Linked DNA regions of Cricetulus griseus: region 1 is linked to region 2. The links are chromatin contacts, called in public Hi-C maps. All regions are on one chromosome and are shown on one strand. Each heading gives the region's core, a stretch centred on a gene start, on an enhancer-like site or on the middle of the called end of the contact. The rest is flanking DNA. Distances are from core to core; before and after follow the strand shown.

The links. A called contact is a pair of places that touch in the nucleus more often than the background predicts.
Region 1: a Hi-C map of fibroblasts shows a contact between it and region 2, with 3 times the contacts expected there. The contact joins two enhancer-like sites. A contact is called at or near these places in 3 of 8 Hi-C or Micro-C datasets (the CHK-Q cell line, fibroblasts and liver).

What each region holds. Positions count from the first base shown.
Region 1 is chr2:33,187,769-33,193,370 of CriGri-PICRH-1.0, forward strand. LOC118238225 (a long non-coding RNA gene) reads left to right here. Exons shown (of 3, transcript XR_004767992.1): 2 at 106-159; 3 at 582-721. Among named protein-coding and RNA genes, the nearest start is that of Slc2a1, 110 kb to the left of the region's middle. Within about 2 kb of position 4,068, at least 1 of the 6 cell types and tissues checked has open chromatin away from gene starts, as enhancers often do. A contact at or near this core is called in fibroblasts, where this site is marked.
Region 2 is chr2:33,041,275-33,047,432 of CriGri-PICRH-1.0, forward strand. No RefSeq gene overlaps it. Among named protein-coding and RNA genes, the nearest start is that of Znf691, 29 kb to the left of the region's middle. Within about 2 kb of position 2,462, at least 2 of the 6 cell types and tissues checked have open chromatin away from gene starts, as enhancers often do. A contact at or near this core is called in fibroblasts, where this site is marked.

The sequences.
Region 1 (5,602 bases), core at 2,818-5,317, 150 kb after region 2:
CAGGGGTTGCTAGGTAGGCCATAGCATTGTGCCCCACAGGATAGATAGATACCCAGTGATTCCCATTCCAAAGGCTGTGCACGTCTTCGTCTTCCTTCACCGTAGGGGTGATGCTTGGAAGTAGCAGATACGACTGAAAGTAAAAACTTCCACAAAATGGTAGGTGACCTAATTTCTATGTAATGCCCCTCTTTCGTGCTTCCTGGCACATAAATGTCTCACCGTGTGTCAAGCAGTATTTGCTAGTTCAGCATCAGCTCTATGCATTGGTGAAGGGCGTGTTTTGACAGAGGGCTGGAGAGAGGGTGCAGTTCAGTGAAGAGAGTGGAGGTGTACTGTTCACCCTGCCAGATAAATGCTCTCCGTGGCCGAAGTTTCTTGCCGAGTGGTTCTGAGAGCCTTTGGAGATCTTGTTCTTCAGGGTAGCAAGGAAGTCTGGGCATTTCTTCTTAACTTAGTGTAGGCCCATTGTTAAGGTTTCAGCCAACCATTTCAGTAAGCTTTTGTAGATGAACATACTTATAATCACTTCACATATCTAATCAGTAAAAATTCAGCACAATCAAAAATTCTGTTTCTAGATTGGTGAGATGGCTCAGCAGGTAAGGGGACCACGCCTGACAACCTGAACCTGGAACCCACATTGTGGAGGGAGAGAACACACTCTTGAAAATTGTCTTCTGACTTCTCTCCATGTGCACTATGGCATGTGTACCCCCAATTCTGAAACAAACAAATAAATAATAAATGTAAAAAAATTTATTTCTTTCTCCTTGCTGTAACATCCTTAGAATCGGATAAATATTCCCCAGGGTTTTTCTGATACAAATTGATAAAGCCTGAAGTTTTTTTCACTTCTGGGACGTGTTTTCCAGTCACCCTCCGTAGTCCTTCTCTTTGGATCTGTTAGGATTGCTATGTGTCTGCAAGTGTTGGGACCAAGTGTAGGTCTGAAGAATAATCACAATGCCCCCTCCCCTTGAGGTGCCTACCTCACACAAGGTGGTTATATAACCATTGTGAAGGGAGAGGGTGACTTTTTCTTTTTCTTTTTTCATTTTCTTTTTTCTGTCTTTTCTTTTCTTGTTTGTGAGACAGGGTCTCTCTCTGTGGCTCTGGCTGTATTGGAGCTCACTCTGTTGACCAGGCTGGTGGAGATCTGTTTCTGCCTCCCCAGTGCTAGGATTAAAGGCCTGTGCCAGCACACATGCCTTAGCTGACATCTTTGGAGGGTGGGAGGGCTAGTTTTGTTGGTGATAGAATCCAGACTAGTATAATTTGAGGATGGAAAGGGGTTGAAATTCGCCCAACATTCCCATTATAATCTCGTAATCCATTGTTTCTTTACCAACAACATGGTCTCAATCATGCTGAGAAGGAGATGAATTTAGTTTATATGTAATTTGGTCAACCACAAAAGCAGATTCTGGCTTGGAGGTTTCAGAAATCTAGAATTTGCATTATAAGAAATAAAATCCTTTCTGAGCAGTGTTGCACATCCGCCATCCCAGCCCTTGAGGCTGAGGCAGGATTGTGAGTTTGATGTCAGCCTGGGTTACGTAAGCACTCCCTTAAGACACCGTGTTTTCTTGCATCCTGTCCATGTACTTACCAGGGTTTGAAACTCTGACTTCACCTTATGCCTTTGCTAAGTTCCCCAGCACACCCGGAGGACCCGTACATCCCACAGCCCTCACATTCTTTATTTCCACCATGATGTTCTCTGCTTGCAGATGCTTGGTGTGTGAAAGCCTTGATTGTCAAAGGTCTTTGGCTGTAATATTTACAGGCATTGACATTGCATGCTGTGGACTAACATTGCCCTCCTTTTCTGATATGAACAAGTCTATTGCCACTTTACAGCACGAGAGATCGGCAAAGAATTCCAGAACACATCCAACGTAGAAGACTCTGTCTTGAATCTGGTTGGAAGCCACGCCATGCATTCTGGGAGCAAAGGGTTTGATACAACACTAGAATCTTGAACAGCTGTGGGAACGAGGGTGTCAGGGCAATGCACAGAAACCAGATGTATCTTCCCATCATACGAAACAGTAAGTTTCCAGCTGTTAAACACAGTTAGAGTGTGATTTTCCAAAGCAGGGAGACAGGAGGAATCTCTCGATTGTCTATGCTTAGTGAGGGCTGGAGACTGACAAGGCTTAGCACAAAGGGAAGATACATTTGAGAATGGATGGTGATGTCCCTGGGTTGAGACAAAGCAGAAGACTGGGGAAGGCTGAGGGAGGAGAGTTTCCCCAGCAGGGTACCAGAGACAAGCGATCTGCTCTGAGGAAATCTGTGGAATGTCACTGACAGCTGGGTAAGATGGGTTCGAAGGGATGAGCCAGGATCTGAGCCAGGACCACCTTAAAGGAAGGGCTGGAGGAGGGTGTGTTCTCAGCCAAAGCAGAAAACCTAATCATTCAGAGTTCTTGCCTCCCTCTCTGAATTTGCTTTCCACATGGAGACCTTTGGTTCTGATCATACTGATTTCTTGTTCTGCAAAGACATAATGTTCTCTCTGTACACTCTGTGCCTTTGCACAAGAATGTGTAACAGAAATTCCTCATACCTAGAATGTTTTTCCAGTGCTTGTCTGATGTTTGTTACACAGCAGTTCAAGAATTTTTGACTCCTGGAAAAAATGCAAACTACCCCCCAAAGATAGTTTGAAGGGTGTGTTCTCCTGTGCTTTCAGTAGCTCAGGATATAGTCACAGTATTTGATTTAAATGAGACATGTACAATAGGGCATGATGGTGCACGCCTTTAGTCCCAGCACTTGGAGGCAGTAGCAGGTAAGTCTTTGGGTGTTTGAGGCCAGCAAGGTCTGCACAGTGAGCTTCAGGGCTACATAGAGAAATCCTGTCTTTTTTTTTTTTTTCTTGGTGTTTTAAGACACAGTTTCTTTGTAGTTTGGAGCCTGTCCTGGAACTTGCTCTGTAGAGCAGGCTAGCCTCGAACTCATAGAGATGCCCCTGCCTCTGCCTCCCGAGTGCTGGGATTAAAGGCGTGTGTCACCACCGACCCGCTAGAGAAACCCTGTCTTGAAAACCAAACCAAACCAAAATTAAAAAAAAAAAAGTGTCCTGCAAAGGAGGGAGAGCTTTCCAGAGGGAGAAGGGAGAAGTACAGGCTGGCCAGGCTGGGAACAACCCCAGGATGCCTACCAGATCTTAGTTGAATCACCGAACATAGGAAGCTATGGGGATGCCCAGGCACACTTGACGATGATATACTTTTAGTGACCCTACTGTAGTTGGAAAAACTAATTAAAAAACACACTCACTATTGATCTTGTGTGCACACCCCACAGTGTGTGTGAGGAGGTCAGAGGACAGCTTGTGGGAGTCCATTCTCTCCTTCCACTGTGTGCTTTAGGAGCTGAACCACATTGTTAGGCTTGCACAGTGAACACCTCTACTCCCTCAGCCATCCCACAAGCCTGGAAATCAAGTCTCCATGGGACCCCGGCACCCCTGAAACCAATTGTGTTAGGGTCACACTGCGTGGGTTTCCTGACTGACATCAAGTTGGCAGTTTTTCAGAAGAGCACAGATTCCTGCTTTGATTTCCTGTCGGGAATCCCACAGTTTTGGTTCATTTCCTGCATGTCAGAGTTGCTTTTGAAAAGCTTTTGGTTGCCTCCTGTGACGTCCCAGGCCCCTCTGTAAACTATTTCTGTTCAGAGCAGTAACAAGAGACTTTGTTAGTGATGTTTTAGGATGGGGAGTTGGGACATTACAAAATCTTGTAAGCCTTTGCCCACATCCTCCTGGGAGGAACTGCTTTGCCGGATAGAAGTTGGCTTGTGGGGGAGAACCGTTTCCCACCCCGAGTTCAGAACTGCAGTCTTTACTGCCCTGCCCTATTGTACATGTACTGCTTTTCTTTGATACAGGCTCCTCGGGAGCCTCTACCTCCCACGTGCTGGCATGGCAGGCACATGCCACTATGTGCCACCACGTCTGGCTGAGTTCTACTTTCTTCTCTGAACTGAGGATGTGAGAAGTGTAAAGAGGAAATGCAATTTAAAAGAATTTCCTTTCGAGTGACCAGTCCTCAGGGCAGTTCCTGCGTGATTGTGGTTATGAGGCTGGTTTATACTCAAATTCCTGGCCGGCTTGCCTAATCTTGTGGCAATGTTATGAAATCCTAACTAAATTTAGAGAAAAGGTCTGAGCAAAAAACCAAGATAACCCCCAAATTTATTACAATGTTGCTTAACCTCACCTCAAAACTACTGCTGAAGGCTTCCCCTTTGCTTCTCCAAAAGCTTTTCGTCTTAATTAAAAAAAAAAAAAAATCTTTCGGGGTGTGAGGGGTGGAGAGGGGCCTTGGTCCTGCCTCAACCAGATGATGGGACAGACTTAGTAGACTTCCTAGGGGAGGCCTTATGCTCATCAGGGAGCAGAAGGCAGGTAGGGTGAGAGGGGAAGTGGAGGGAGCAGGAGGAAAGGAGGGAGGGGGAACTGGGATTGGAATGTAAAAAATAAATTAATAAAAAAATAAAAGGGAAAAAACTTTTATTTGACTTTATTTTATATATGTCTGGGTGTTTTGCTTGCAATCATGTCTGTGCACCACATTTGTGTCTGCAGAGGCCAGAGCCACCGAAACTGGGGATGCAGATGGTTGTGAGCCTTCATGTGGGTGCTGGGAACTGAACCGAGGTCTTCTGGAAGAGCGGCCAGTGCTCTTAGCTGAGCACCGAGTCATCTCTCCAGGCCCTACTAGGTGTTTCCTAAAGGTCATGAGCATCTTGGCAATGTCAGTATCTTTGTTCTAAGAAACAGCCCTCCCTCAAAGGAACAAAAGATATGGAACCAAGTATGAGAGACCATAGCCTGAGAACATAGATTTAGGTTTCCACAAATACTTCGGTCCAACTTGATTAACATATTGATGAAGTTCTATGGGAACAGAACAAAAGAACAGATCAAGACGCTTTTCATTTACTTTGGTGGGAACATCACGCAGGTGGCAGCCAAGTCGGAGGGATCCAGCTATAAGCCTCATGCTGTCGGATGGTGTTCTTAGCCTTTTGGTTAGGAAACTAGGGGCCCAGGGGTCTGTACAACCAAAGGATTCTCTGACGGTCACAAAGATGTTAGGTCACACACAGAGGAGTGTGGCAAGTGGCTATTGAGAGGGTAAAGATGCTCCAAGATAATATGGCTCAGGACTTGCCACATTCTCTCCATGTCACTGAAGTTCTCTGTCAGTTAGTTGGTCAGCGCTTGTGGTCACAGCTTCTTTCCAGGAATTCCCCTTCCTATTTCTTACAAACTCCTTGAATGAGACTGGAAAGTCAGAAATGGAATGAGACAGTTAGAATTGTTATTGGATTTGTATTGAATTTATAGATTAGTTTGGGGAACCATGCCATTTTTACAGCATTGAGCCATCCAGTCTGTGAACATGGTGGAGTTAGGTATTCATTTGGCCCTTTTAAATGTCTGTCAATGAAGTTTTGTGTTCTCCCCAACCTTCCTCTTTCCTACGTGTAAGCTGCCTCTCTCAGGAATTTATCACAGTGATGGGAAGATGCGAGGCTGACTAACACAGACACTTGGTTAGAATTAAACTCTTCAGGCCAT
Region 2 (6,158 bases), core at 1,212-3,711:
ATTGAAACTAGAATTCTGAGTTCCATGACAGGAAACTGCTTGCATCTGGTACCCTATAGAGGGGTTTTTAATAGTATGGCATCAGAGTTAGAGATGATCATAGGAATAAAGAAATAGGATGGGAATGTAGCACGTAGCTCAGCTGACAGAATGCTTTCCTTGAAAGCACAAAGCCCCGGGTTTAATTCCCAGCACGTTGTAAATTCCCAGCACAGTGTGCTGATGAAGGTCTGTGATCCATATTCTTGGGAGACAGAGACAGAAGGATCACAAGTTCAAGGTCATCCTTGGCTACATTAGTTTGATATCAGCTTGGATTACATAAGATGTCTCTCAAAAAAAGAAGAAAAAAAATAGAAGAGGAGGAGAAAATTCCTGGAAATGTAAATCTACATAAACAAAGTATAGAGCCATTTTGCCCAATTATGAACCCTATGAACTACAATCATTACTGGCCTGGCATTATCTCCCCTCTGGTGAAATAGTGGCATGGATATTGTGGGAATAACTGACAACTTTCTGATTTGACCTAAAGCCCACTCTGTCTATGTTTGCTACTTGATACTGTTAACTGAGCCAAAACCCGTGTCTGGCAAAATCATAGGCCTTAGGGGACAGCCTGTTGCTATTATTCTGCTAACTGGACATATTAACAAACTGTTCCCTAAGTCCTTATCTTTATGTTCAGAGATTAATGCATCTCTCAACCCTCATCAGAAGCTTCTTTTTGCAGTAGATGGAGATGAATAGAAGCCCACAACTGGCCAACATACACAAAGAGACTGGAGCATTCAGTCCTAAATGAGAAATCTGTGTCACACTCCTTTCCCCAAGGCTCAAGGAATCATTGATGAAGAGGAAGTGGATAATTTGTAAGAGCCAGAAGTTGTGGGCATCTTCAGTCAAACATTGTTAGCTGGTGTGACAGGATTGTTGCACACATGAGCTCACAGCAGCACAAGGGCTGTACGAGGTCCAAAATCCCGGCAGATAGTGAGGAGCTCACGAAGCTCTGCCTCTATCTGCAGAACTATTGGCAACTGTGGGAGGGAGATTTGATTTTCTTCAGGGTGGTATGCAGTTCCTGAAAGAACTACCCATGTTCTAATACATGGCCCCACATCCATGAACATACAGGTAGCACTAAATGGAGTAGGTTAAAAAAAGAGAAGTGTGTGTGTGTGTGTGTGTGTCTCGCACTAACGAGATGATTCAGCAGTTAAGAACTCTGGCTGCTCTTCCAGGGTTAGATTATGAGCACACGCATGACAAGCTCACAACTGTCTGTAATAAGCAATCCAGTGCCCTCTTCTGGCCTCCACAGGCACCAGGCACACACATCTTGCATGGACACACATGCAGGCAAAATGTTCATATACATATGATTTTAAAATAGTTTAAATTTATTTTTGAGTCAAGGTTTCTCTGTATAGCCTTGGCTGTCCTGGAACCCATTATGTAGACCAGCTGGCCTCAAACTCATGGAGATCCTCCTGCCTCTGCCTCCTGAGTGTTAGATTTAAAACATCATGCCTGGCTAGTTTAAATTTAAAACCAGAGAGAATGAGTTGGGCATAGTGGCATATGTCTTTAATCCCAACATTGGAGGGGCAAAAGTAGGCTGATATCTGTGAGTTCAAAGCCAGACTGGTTTAGATAGTGAGTTCCAGGCCAAGTCCACATAGTGAGACCCTGTTTCCAAAAAACTAATCAGAGAGAGAGCGAGAGCAACAGAGAGAGAGAGAGAGAGAGAGAGAGAGAGAGAGAGAGAGAGAGAGAGAGAGATGAGAGAATGCAGGGGCTAGCAAATTTGATGAAAACACATTTTATGCATGTATGAAATTCTCATTTTTAAAAACTCTAAGTATTGCTTTCTGAAATGTAAAAGGGAGAGGATGGTATGACCCCAGCTGATATCTGCATTATACTTATCCCAGTTTCTTGTTTTTATTTTTTTTTTAATTTTTTTTTTTTTGAGACAGGTTTTCTCTGTGTAGCCCTGGCTGTCCTGGAACTTACTCTGTAGGTCAGGCTAACCATGGACTTAGAGCTCCACTGGCCTGTGCCTCTAGAGTGCTGCGATTAAAAGTATGCACTGCCACCACCAGGGTACTCACCACCACCAACATACTTATTTCACTTTAATATGATAACAGATGAGGACACCGGGGATCAGAAGAGTGAAGAGACTTGTCCACGATGACTCAGTGAAGTGGCAGACAGTCTAAAGTTAGCTATTTCTGACTCGTTCCTAAGGCAGTGCAGACACAGGAGAATGTGTGACAGAGTGTGTGCTTGATTACGGAAGAACCAAAGGAATGAACAAATGCTTCACAGAGAAAGTGACAGTTAATTTGGTCTCCTGCGACCACACCACATTACAAGCAGATGTGGAATGCTGTCCTCTGAGGAGAGCAGCCATTACCAGTCACGCTACAGGCACGTACCACAGCACCTGGCTTAGCCATCACCAACCAGCTCATTCAGAGCAGCTGGGATGACTCATAAGTGGCCCTGGGGTTTGGACCTGTTGGAGTTCCCTCATAAGGATGGGTGGAAAAGTGTTCAGATCCTCTCTTGAGGTCCTAGCCACTCTTTCTTGAACCTCCCCTAAGCTGTATGTAACTTTGCCCCAGCTACCCGTGGTCTTGAGAAGACTCAAGAGTTTATAGAAGGGGAAGGTTAATTGAATGAAATGGGGACTCCATCTGTTGAAGCTCTGGATAACTCATAACCCATGCTTCAGGGAGAATCCTGTGGTATGGCTATTTAGGGGTCACCTATGTCCCTGGAAGTAAGGCCAATAAATTCATTGGTTCTCTAAGCTGAGGGGCACTTTTGTTCTTTCATTGGTTCCTTGTCTGGGGTGCATAAATGATTGTTAATGTCTCCCCAGGAAAAGTTCAGGTAACAACAGAACAAAGCAGACCAGGTAAAAGAAAAGCTTGAGCAAACGTGTTAGATTAAGACAGGTACTGAGAGGAGCTTTCTAGGGAATGCTGAGTTATCAGCCTGGCTGGAGCACAGGGCATGGAGCACATTGTGTGGTCTCTAAGAATCCGAATTTGCTTAAAAGTTTGGACCGTATCATGCAACGAGGAGTATTAAGCTGTCTGACAATATGACAGATGTTGCTTTAGTGAAATCATTTTGAGTGGGTGGAACAGAGTGACCAAATGGACCCTCCAAAGTCATTTATTCTCTGAACAAGAAAGGCAGAAGTTAAAACCAGCCCTGACTTAAATGTTGACCCACCAGCCACTAGTAGGCAGCAGTGTGCTGATGAATGGATAGGCCAGGCCTGGACGCTTCCTCTTAAGAATGACAGCCTGAATGGGAATCAGGAGCAGTGGGGAGGGGAATCTGTGTGAAGTGTATCCCAAACACCCAGAGGGGAAAAGGGACGTGGTAGCCAAAGACAGAGGGCTTGGTCTATGGAGGGTATGAATGGGAGGAGGTGGGGGGCAGTGGTGAGAGGGGCATCACCAAGAGCCCTGAATTTTCATACTAAAAAAGATGGGAATTAAGATGTGTCCACGGATACAACTGAATCAACTCTGCTATGGGGATTATCAACTACTTTCTGATTGCAACTGAGGCCCATTCTACAGGATGAAAATTCATGTCTGGCTCTTTCAAAGCCTGTGGCTGGAAAGTTCACAGGCCCTAGTGGGAGGCTATAGCTGTTGTTTTGTTAAATGGACATGACATGCCTTCTGATAATTATGTTTATCCCATAGATTAGTGCCACCTCTAGTTTCTGTCAGGGAAGCGCCATGCAGTGGGCAGCAGTCACTGCAGACTCAAAACTGCTTAAAGTTTTTCAGCCCAGCTGTATCACTCTTGAACTCAGCAGCTGACTGATTACCTATACAACATTGGGCCATTAACATCCTCTCATGGAGGGAGAGGGACCCCACCCTTCTCGGAGGACAGACCTAGAGGCAGTTAATCGTTGATGAGGGATGAATTGATATTTTTTTCAAGGTATAGTCACTGGCAAGGCGCCCATGCTCCTGTAAACAAGCTCTCACCTATGCTCCTATAAGCAACTCTAGTGAAACTCATGGGTGAGGAGGAGGAGGAGGGGAGGTGGGAGGCAGAGGAAGAGGAGGAGGAGGTGGAGGAGGAGGAGGAGGAAGAGGAGGAGGAGGAGGAGGAGGAGGAGGAGGAGGAGGAGGAGGAAAGACCAGCAAGATGGTTCAGCATGAAGTGCTTGCCACCAAAGTCTGACAATGAGTTTGATGCCTGGAACCTAAGGTAAAAAAGCAACCCCCACAAGTTGTCCCCTGACTTCCACACAACACACACACACACACACACACACACACACACACACACACACACGTGCCCCCATCACCACTGTCAATAATATAATGAAATTCTTAAAATTAAAAAAAATAATGAAACTAGAGAGGGGCTAGTTAGGTAGAGGCAAGGGCTCAGCAAGAGAAAGACAACAGTGTAATAGAGGTGGATATTATCAAAATACATTACACGCATGCATAAAATGCCATAATGAAACCCATTATGTGTAATACATGCAATAAAAAAGAAAGATGACTATTATTCTGAAGGGAAAGGGGGACCCAGAAAAGGTTTATAAAAAGAGAGAGACATAACTAAATATTAGAAGCATCACTACCATGAGAACCTGGACTGAAAGGAGAGGGATGAGGAGGTTGCTGCGTAATTTGTAATTCGGGGAAAGGGTAAGGGTCCGGAACTACTGCCCGCAGCTGAATTGGCAGGGGACTGGAGAGACAATTAGAATGGGAGGAGGGGCCATGAATATGCAGTTTTGTCAAAAGACAATAGACATTCTATCCCTATTTATGAATGCACTTTCTGAATCGGCTCTCCAGCCCAAAACTGCATTGGAAAAATTCAGTTTGGGAAGCCAGACTAAGTTCTTGTGCTCTCGTTTCAAGTCTTGACCAGATTCTCTGGTGGAAACTGAGATCTAGGAATGGTTCAGCCTTGTCCCTCCTTGCTCTGGCGGAAGAACCGTCGACTCTGCAGTGGGTGGGCAGCATCATGAGGAAAACATAGGCTGCCGCCGAGTTCGGACGATTTCTAGGGAGACTGAGGCAGATAAAGTACTAACCTGTCTAGGCGCTGGTGAAAAGAGAAGGGCGCCTGGAAGCAACCCCGGTACCTGTTGGCTTCCTATCAGAAATCGAAGGCTTCACCTGATGCAGTACAGGTGTGCTCCTCCCTGGCTGAGCCCGCCCCTCGCTCTGATTGGTGAAGACGTCATCTAACTCCGCCCCCCGGTGCATCAGTGAGCTGACTACGCCCTTGCTGCGTGGCCCAGAGGATGTTGTCACCTCGGCCCTTTCTCTGCGCCTGCGCGTCATCGCGTTGGGAGACAGGGCAGACACCAGGTCGGGGAGGGCTGCGGGAGTTTGGCTTTTTCAGTCCTGGACACCGAACGTGTGATGCCAGCTTCTCCCGAACCTGAAGGTCTTCCGGCCTTAGGCCACCCTCCTTGCCACGCCCCTGACCTCTCCTGAAGTCCTCCCCACCTGCCCTGTCTTTGCAGAGGTGGGTTCCCGGGCCTTGCAAGCTTACTGACTACTTACACACTACTCTCATCTGGCCACAGCAGCTTTGTTCCTCGATTGGGAAGGGGTCTGGAGTAATCCTTAATCTCCTAGTCATGCTGAGATTCTATAGCTGTCTGCATAGTAGTCGGGAAAGGAAATTCCCTCTAGGTCTTGTAACCTTTAGAGACAGGCTGCCCATGGTGCTCTACTAAGGGTATTTTTTGAGTGCCTAGCCCTACATTGGACGATGCTGAAAATCCAGACAAACCCAGACAGGTGGGAGAATACACTGCCACAGCAAAGTCCCTTCAAGTGCCTCTTAGGCGGGTCTGTGGGAAGAGCCTACCTGTTCAGTGCTGCCCAGACACCTTGGACACCTCCTCAGGTGGCCTCTGGTTTCTGTAAATAAGAAAGCTGCCTTGGATACAAGGCACCATAACAACTCACTGAGACAGTGTGAACAGCTCATTTTGTTTGGAGTAAGGAGTTATCAAAGTGTGGCGCGTGTGTGCTGTGAGATTGCATCCATTTCAAATTTGTTAAAGCCTGTCAAAGAGGACATCTATGTTCACTTTCACGATGATGCTAAGCTTGAGTATCAGGGCTAGC